2 separate regions of the Rattus norvegicus genome follow, and region 1 is linked to region 2. Evidence: chromatin contacts called from public Hi-C data. All regions are on one chromosome and are shown on one strand. The core of a region is the stretch at or near the end of the contact, and the rest is flanking DNA. Distances in the headings are between cores, read along the strand shown. Region 1 has its middle 33 kb from the start of Lrrc40. Region 2 has its middle 46 kb from the start of Cth.

Evidence for each region. Hi-C and Micro-C count contacts between places; a contact is called where the count stands out from the background.
Region 1: a Hi-C map of liver shows a contact between it and region 2, with 8 times the contacts expected there. The contact joins two enhancer-like sites. A contact is called at or near these places in 9 of 12 Hi-C or Micro-C datasets (the Rat2 cell line, Schwann cells, frontal cortex and 4 more).

What each region holds. Positions count from the first base shown.
Region 1 is chr2:249,791,470-249,795,907 of GRCr8, forward strand. It overlaps a transcript of Lrrc7 not described here. Among named protein-coding and RNA genes, the nearest start is that of Lrrc40, 33 kb to the left of the region's middle. Within about 2 kb of position 2,617, at least 14 of the 93 cell types and tissues checked have an H3K27ac peak or open chromatin away from gene starts, as enhancers often do. A contact at or near this core is called in liver, where this site is marked.
Region 2 is chr2:249,613,311-249,617,571 of GRCr8, forward strand. No RefSeq gene overlaps it. Among named protein-coding and RNA genes, the nearest start is that of Cth, 46 kb to the right of the region's middle. Within about 2 kb of position 2,426, at least 3 of the 93 cell types and tissues checked have an H3K27ac peak or open chromatin away from gene starts, as enhancers often do. A contact at or near this core is called in liver, where this site is marked.

The DNA of each region.
Region 1 (4,438 bases), core at 1,367-3,866, 180 kb after region 2:
TTGCTATAACCTGTAGTGACCTTGCAGTGACCGTACCCTTTTGAAGTTCAATAGATATATCTACCTCTGGCTTCCTGCCAGCCCTGGACAGAGTCCCTTCATGTGTAAACAGTTTCACATTCTCAATCAGCCTTCAGTCCCTTCTATTCACTGAATACAAAAAGACCTTAATTGATTCTTCCAACAAAAGTGCGTTTGCCTGTCGGTTACATCTGTCTTTACTCCAAACGTACCACAGTAAGGCTTGCTCTTTAGAGGAGGGAAGCAAAGAAAATGTCTAATTATTGGAGCAGGAATATGAAACATTCCTTGCAGTCTGTTGACACTGACATCAAAACAAAGTTCCCTAAGAGTTACACAGCACTTAGCAGTCCTGATCTAAGCCAGATGTCCTCTCCCTGGTCTGAGACCATTGTGTGCCCTCTGAGTGGAAGAACAAGTATTGGAAATAATACTTATTTCAATAGTACATTTAAGCAAATACGGGAAATTCTTTATCTGCCTGAGAGATTCGTCTTGGTTTTTTCCAGAGACTTCAAAAACAAAACCATCTAAGATTTCCCGACTAACTGTAGTAGAGGCATGGAGAGCTATGAGAAACAATGTGGTTTGTCCATGTGTCAAGTACCTTCCTTAGTCTAGCTATCAGGCGGTTCGGCTGACCTGCAGTGCCCAGGCATTATGCAACCTCGAAACTCCAGCTGTGCAAAACAAACTAGCAAAGAAAAATGCGTGTCTAAGAGACACAAAACCTGAGTTGCAATAAAAGGTTTTAATAAACTTCTTAATATAGGAAAATAACCTTTGAACAGCCAAAAATACATTTATACAAGCGGCTTAGTGCTTAAGTGTCTCATAAGACTAAGCAAAAAGATCATTTACATTTGATCGTTTTTCCTAACTGTAGTTGAGATAACCACCTTTTATTTAATATCTATTTCATTCCCCTGAATTCATCAGTTTTTCTTTAAAAAAAAAAATCTACACATATCTGGGTAAGTCCTTCTGACGGTAGACCTGTTGCTTCTGGATACTGAAGCAGTGGTTGGGACTGCCAATGTCAAGCCATGATGGAGCCTAAAGCTTAAAACAAACGTTTAATCTTGGGGTTGGGCTTTCTGCCTATTCCTCTTACCTTTATCTCTACATTCCATTTCTTTAGCTTCAGTGGGCCTTTTACGTGCTAGTCCTTCCTATGTAGCCCACACTGGCCTCAAACTTGTAATCCTCCTGCCTTTGACCTCCATTGCTGGGATCGTATGCACACATGGCCAAGCTTGATGCAATCGCTTGCTCTTACACACTTGGTCACAAATTGTCTGAACCGAAGCAGCCCCCTCCCCCATACAGGGAGCATGTCGCCTGCTTTCCACCGGAGTCTGCTCCTTTTCAAGAGCTTAGAGCTTGCTTGGCCTTTTTGCCATTGACTTACTGGGAGGAAAACTGCTTAAGTGCCTCTCCTCTCCTCTCGCCATCAGACACTGATGTGAGGCTCGTTTCAGGGCATGTCGATTTCCTCAGACACACCGGGTGGTTTTGATAGAGATTGAAAGTTGTCTTCTGTACATCCCTGATAGACACATTCACATTTTTGACACTTGGAATGGGGAAGCCATGAGAACCCAAAGGTTAAATCCTTGAAGCTGTAGCTGCCTGGAAGGCCTCTGCATGTTTTTGTTTTTGTTTGCTTTTTTTTTTTTTTTTTTTTTTTTTTTTTCTGTAAGAGCTTTGCTGGGGGATGGGATAGGAAATCAATATAAGAGGTAAGAAGATGTCATTAGCAAGAGAACTCCAGTCTTTGCATGTTCAGGTGGCACTTGCCTGGAAAGGAATTTATATTGTGATCAACGCTAAGAGTTACACTTTCTCTGCCAACAGACCTGTTGTCATGGGAACTAATGCACGAAAATGAAAATATGACAAAGAGTGAAGAATTAAATTGGAAAAAAATGATAAGGAGTTATTTCTACATTGCCATTTAAGCCTTTGGGATTTAAAATGTTACTCATCTGGTGAGATCAATGAAAATGGCCAGAATGACTTGGCAGATGCAGGAAGAAAGCAGCAAGCCTATTTGGTTAAAGGAACTCTGTAAAACTTAGTTCCTTCCCTGATAAGTTAAGGTTTTCAGCCCCTATGTGAATTGTGTGGGTAAGCAGGCAGCCTGCAGAAGACTTACAGCCTGGCGTACCACCTGACAGGATTACTGCATACCTCACTTTATTGCTTGAAGCAGCCTCCCAAGAAAAAGCCAGAGAACATCAACAAAAGCCATGATTTAAAAATCCTCCCTTTCCCCTGTCAGGCAACCACCTGAGAATTTAGTTTTCAGGGAAATAAGAATTTATTTCTCTTCCCTTGCTCAAAGGCTCCCTGAGCTGTTGTCATCTTCAAGCCAGCCTGCTGGGAAGTTGGCAGTGAGGACCTAGCAATTTCAACCCTGATATGGGTTGTGAGTCTGCATTTGTGCTCCTGTGAGCCACTCCCCTTGTCCTCCTAGCTTCCCCAAAAAGCTACTTTTCCTTCCCAAAAGCTACTTTCACAAGCCTTGGCTACGACAGATCCTAAAATGCACCATGACACATGCAGAAGGTCCAAGGGAGGTCACTCAGCCGCTTCTGAGAGCTGATTTCCAAATCATAGCGACGGCTTTCATTTGCCCTCACCTAGTGAGTGACCTTTCAAATACACATTACAAAACCGACCATTACATTCACCAGGCATGGAGTCTGAGCAGTATGGACAGTTGGAGCTAAGCTATGGTCAGGAAGTGATCTTCAGTGTCTAACAGAAAATAATCTGACTGAAGCAGCACCCTGCGAAACATTTCTCTAGAAGCCTTGATTTAGCTGTGACTTCCTGACCTTCCTCTAACCTTCCTCTAGCTGTTCCTCTAACCTTCCGTTAGAGCTCCTTACTAAAGCCTTTGACAATGTTCAGAGTTCTTCAGAGACTTCTGGAATCTGTGAGGGACCTGGCCACTCAGGATGATAAACAGGTTGGAGCACAAAATCTGGTGTATGGAGACTAAATGTCTTTCTATTCCTACCACCAATGAAGGTCAGGATTAAATAATCCAATGAGGGACTAATCCTGACAGCCCCATGGAGCGCTGCTGTTACTGATCATTCTTTGGGGTAAACCTGAGCCCCTCTGAGAGGCCACCCATCTACTGTGTATAGGAATTTTACCACATCCATCCCACAGACGAATGTTCCAAACCATGAGAACTCCTGTAAGGTGCTAAGAACTAAGATTCTAGTCCACTTTCTTCTGCATGTGTGTCTTTGGTTTTATCACATGTGTGCATGTATCTGTGGGGAGGCCTAAAGTTATTGTCAAATATTTTCCCCAATCTCTTTCCACCTTATATTTAGGAGAGCAGGGCCTTCCATTTGAAGTCAGAGCTAATCCAGCTAGCACTGTTGTGTGGTGTGTGTGTGTGTGTCTGTGTGTGTGTGTGTGCGCGCGCGCTGTCACTTGTCTTTGCTTTCTGAGACAAGGAATGATAGGAGGCTGTCATGCCTGCCCAGATTTATATGTTTTCTGAGGGTCCTGACGTAAGCCCTCATAGTTGTGCAGTCAACCCCTTACATACTGAGCCATTTCCCAAGGCTCTTCTCTATTTTTTTTTCAAACATTTAATTTCTTCTCTCCATTTCTTTGGTGGCTGTTTAAGAGATTCTCTGTGATGTCAGATGCCTTAGTGTGGCTGACACAACTTGGAGTTGCTTTTATCATTTGTCATGTATCAGTACACCATTAAAAATAAAAAAGAACAGTCTGTTTAACAAAGTATATTGTTTTTCACTTCCCCAAATGTTTGGGTGATTCTAAAGTCTGGTTTAAGAGATGACAGTGTCCATGGAGCAGGAACTATCAACTTTCTACAACAAGTAGACTTTCCGTTACTGGCCAATACAGCTGTGGGGTGTGTTTCAGTGCCTCCCAACCTAGATATCTAGAATGCTTAAAGTAGTACCTGGAGGTCAGGAAATACTTTAAGTATTTTCAAAACTCAATCTCATTAATTTTTTATTTTCTTGGAGTTTTTGAGACAGGGTTTCTCTGTTAGCCCCGGCTATCCTGGGACTCATTCTGTAGACCATGTTGGCCTTGAACTCCAATATCCACCTGCTTCTGCCCCCAAGTGCACAATCTCGTTTTCAAATGCAGCTATGTTTCTGCTAAACATTTCCTAACTTAATACACAGATACACTAAGTCACTCTAGCTCTTCACCATCAAGGGTAGCTGTGTGATCACATCTGAATGCATCCTAAGTTACTACTGCTGCCCCAACCCTGGACTACTCAAGGAAGTAAAACAAACAAACAAAAAACCAAAAAGCCCTGTTCTTCTTGCCATGTAACACAATGGCAGGAGAGACTTTGTGTGGGAACTTGGGGAGTTATCGATAATGTGGATAAGACAGCTGA
Region 2 (4,261 bases), core at 1,176-3,675:
AAAAAAATACTTCCAAAGTTTTGATTGGTCATAAAAGTCCCCAAGAGTGCTCTTTGAAAATGTGGACTCTAGCCTCTCCTTCAGGGGAGGTAAGAAGGCATCTGAATATTTCCATGTGTTTCACATAGTGCCTCTTCAGCCAAGACTGATACACATTGCCTCAAAGCAATTCCAGGGTATGGATGCCTCAGTTTTTCTATTCTACAAAGAGACAGAGGCTTAGTCAACCTTAGTTCTGGTAAATGTACTCAGCCTCTCCCCTGGAGCCTTTCCACCACATTCCATACTAAATATGAAATATGCCTGGTATTTGTGCTAAGCATCTTGACAGCAAAGACATTAGAGGCACTACCTTAGGAGCTGTAGAAGCTGCAGATACACCCTGAAGGGTAACAACAAGTTGTTCCTCCTCCTCCACCTCCTCCTCCTCCTCCTCCTCCTCCTCCTCCTCCTCCTCCTCCTCCTCCTCCTCCTCCTCCTCCTGATTCTTCGTTGTTAAATAAAGACTGTGGGAGGAGGCACACTTCACGCACTTAGACATGCATTTCACTCATGACCCGGTGCACGACACTTAGTTGAAAGTTATTTTCCCTTAAACATCTCATGACAATATATGCAGTTCCTCCTAAAACAATTTCTGGCACGTATTGACTAAAGCATGCATGAATGAATGATGATGAATGAATGAATGAGTGAATGAATGAATGAATGAGATGCATTACTTCCTGTCTGTCTGCTGCTGGCTTAGCTCTATCTTCATCTTCGCTCTGCTCTGTCTCTCCTTTCAGAGCTGAATCTCCCTGACCCTCAGATACACCCGTGCTTGCTCCTGTTCCAGAAACAGGATCTAGAAAGTCATTGAGGTTCTCAAAACACAGCTTCCTCAACTCACAGCCTCAGCTTCACCTGGGAACTTGGCCCACATGCGAAGGTCGGCCCTCATTCCAGGTTGAGTTTCAGCCCTTTCAGGTGATGCTAATAGACACATTGATAGGGCTGCCCCGGCAGGCTTTACTTAGAGAAGAGCTGGATACGGTGCCCAGAGGGCACCTGCAGCTGCTACTGTGCTGACCCAGACCTCTGCTATGATGACCCGCAGAGCTGTTTCCCTCCTTAAAGTTCCGGCCGTTGGGCCACTATTTTAGTTTCGTGTTCCTTTCCATAAACTCCCGTCTGAAACCACCTAAACACATCTCCATTCGTGCTTTCTGGAAGAACCTGACAGCACAGAGAGAAATAACAAGTACTTTTCCATGGTTCTCGCAGTTTGAGTAATTTAACATTGCCCACCCTAAACTAGTGTGGGGCCCTTAGAATTCAGAAAACAGCCCAGCGCTTCTGGCTGTCGACTCTTCCCTTAGGCACCACTAGGTGTCGCTCTCTGCTGTTTAAGTGGCTTTTCCTTTGAGCCGAAGATTGGAGTTTGGCTTCCTGTGAACCCAGGAACATCACTATATTCTTGTTTTGAGAACTAGCTCAACCTGTTTTCCTTTCTTTTCCTTTTTCTTTTTCTTTTTTCTTGGCAAAGAGTCATCACTGTTCTTCATCCGGACAGAAGTCGCCTCCATTTTTACTTTGTCCTGAGGGAAGTCTGACAACTCCTGAATCCAGAACAGGTTTTTTGTGTTTAGGTTTCCAGTAGCTAGCTCTGCAGCTCAGAGGACAGGAGACTTTCTGCAGGAAAGCTCAATAGAATGGACCCTGAAATGAATACCACAAGATCAGAGAAGCAACAATCATGTGAGTTTTGTAGATTTGTAGAAATGCTGGTTTCACGGATCATCCAAATCAGCATTCCCTTGATCACAAGATAACTTTTTTCTTATTAGAGAAGATTTTTCTAAAGATTTGCCTTCAAGATGTCTTGTGTGTCTAATTCTTCCTCACCCTTTAAGAGCCAGGTCCTGCCTCACCACTCTGTCAAAGCCTCAGCAAAACTTGTTCTACCCTTAACTCCTCCATGTTCTGTCCTTGCTCTCATCGTGTAACTTCCTGTAAGTGAGGAGAGGGACTGTGCCACTTTTTGTATGGGAGGGTTTAGGTATCAGATGTGTGTGTGTGTGTGTGTGAGAGAGAGAGAGAGAGAGAGAGAGAGAGAGAGAGAGAGAGAGAGAGAGAGAGAGAGACCAAAAGCATCTGGAAGAGTTCAGAGCAGAGAGAGAAAGAAGTAGACTGAACATAGGCAGGGCTATGGAAGCAGGGGAGTAGAGAAAATACCGGAGAAAGCAAGTTAGTAAAAGACAGAGACTAGAGCAGACAAGAATAAGAGACAGAAAGACAAAATAACAGGGACTAACAGATTATAAAGAGGATGAACAGCTGAGGGGAGGGGAGGGCCAGGAGACTGGCAACGGAAATGTATAGCAGGTACTTGTGAACCCTAGATCACCTGGAGGTAAGCAGGAGCTTTGATATGCAGCCAAGGGTAAAGGTCAATCAAGCCACATGGCTCTTCTGCCAGAGGTAAAGGAAATGACTCCTTTGGGCACACGGGAGCCAGTTTCACAAGTCCGACTGCTTTGGATTCCTGAAGAAGTATGTTCTAAAGCTATTGAAGGGATATCTCAGCAACAGGGTAGATGAACTTGCAAGCAGGCAAAAAGCAAAGTCCTTCTTTCTTCCATGCCCTTTTAGACTGACATCAGAAGGTTTGGCCCAGATTCACTTAGAATGTGTTGTGTTTTATAAAAAGATAAGGGAGAGTGGGGTTGGGGATTTAGCTCAGTGGTAAAGCGCTTGCCTAGCAAGTGCAAGGCCCTGGGTTCGGTCCTCAGCTCCGGGGGAAAAATAAAAAAGATAAGGGAGAGAAGGAATATGTTTGGTGGATGTGTAGTCAGGTATGGGAAAGGGATGCCTTTGAGAGAAGGAATATGTTTGGTGGGTGTGTAGCCAGGTGTTGGGGAAGGGGGTGCCTCTGTGGGCCCCTGCTGAAGCATCCCTTCCCCCTGAGGGACCAGCAGCATGACAGTATAGTACAGAATAGAGTTTATTAATGGCATGGGGAGGGGAGTTGAGGAAGTAGAGACAGAGAGAGAGAAGGTGGAGGAGGAGGAGGAGGAGGAGGAGGAGGAGGAGGAGGAGGAGGAGGAGGAGGAGGAGGAGGAGGAGGAGGAGGAGGAGGAGGAAGGGAAGCCAGCCATGAGCACCTGGGGAAATAGGGGGAGGGGAATGGGAAGAAAGGGAGAGCGGGAGCAAGAGGATAGAGCGAGAGCGAGAGCGAGAGCGAGAGCGAGAGCGAGAGCGAGAGCGAGAGCGAGAGGAGGGGGCAAGCAGCCCCTTTTATACTGAGTCTGGCACACCCGACTGTTGCCAGGTTAACTGTGGGGTGGAGCCTAGACTAAATGCCAACAGGATGGGTCTTCCAACCTCAGAGGATCCAATCATGCCCGACTCCTTGGGTTTTAATTGGTTCTAAATTGGTCAACTTGATCACCTAAATTAACCAGCATGGTATTTTTAAAAACAATGAGGAGCAGTTAAGAGCACTTGGTCTTCCAAAGGACCTGTGTTTGCTTCCAAAACACCTTCATGGTAGTTCAAAACCATATGCAACTCCAGTCCCAGAGGCCTGACACCCTCTTCTGTGTGTTCACAAACACTGAACACACACAGAACACACATAAACAGGCAAAATACCCATGCGCGTAAAATAAAAGTTAATAAAATTTAATCATGATGATGATGAAGGTTTTCTTCCATTTAAAATTCTGGACTTCACGTTTCTTTTTCACAATATTCATTTATTTTGTGTGTGGAGGCATACACATGGAGGTCAGAAGATAACTTGTTCCTTCTGCCGCGTAGGTCCTAGGGTTCCAACTCAGGCTGTTAGACATATTAGAAATTCCTTTGCCTGCTAAGGCATCTCTCAAACCAGGTTGCCCCATTCTTTAAACTTTTGGTTGGGAGTCTTTGCCTTTACCAGCTGAGCTATCTCTCCAGCCCCTGACTCCATTATTCTTGATTGCTCAATTAATGGTCTCTCAAGAAACCATTCTCTCCTCCCACTAACCCCAAAGGAATAAAAAGGTCTATTCTGGCTGCCACCTTAGAGTCCAAGAAAGCAAGAAAACACCACAAATTCTGTGCTCAAGAGATTCTCGAATTGCCTTAGAGCACCCCCCCCATGTCTTTAGAGGCCTCCCATATCGTCCTCAGACACCCTACAACTTCTTCCTGTCTCATATTTGGATCATGCATATGCAGAATAAGAGGCCAATAGCTGTGGTTTCACAATTTAGGAAAATGTGGAGCCTCAAAT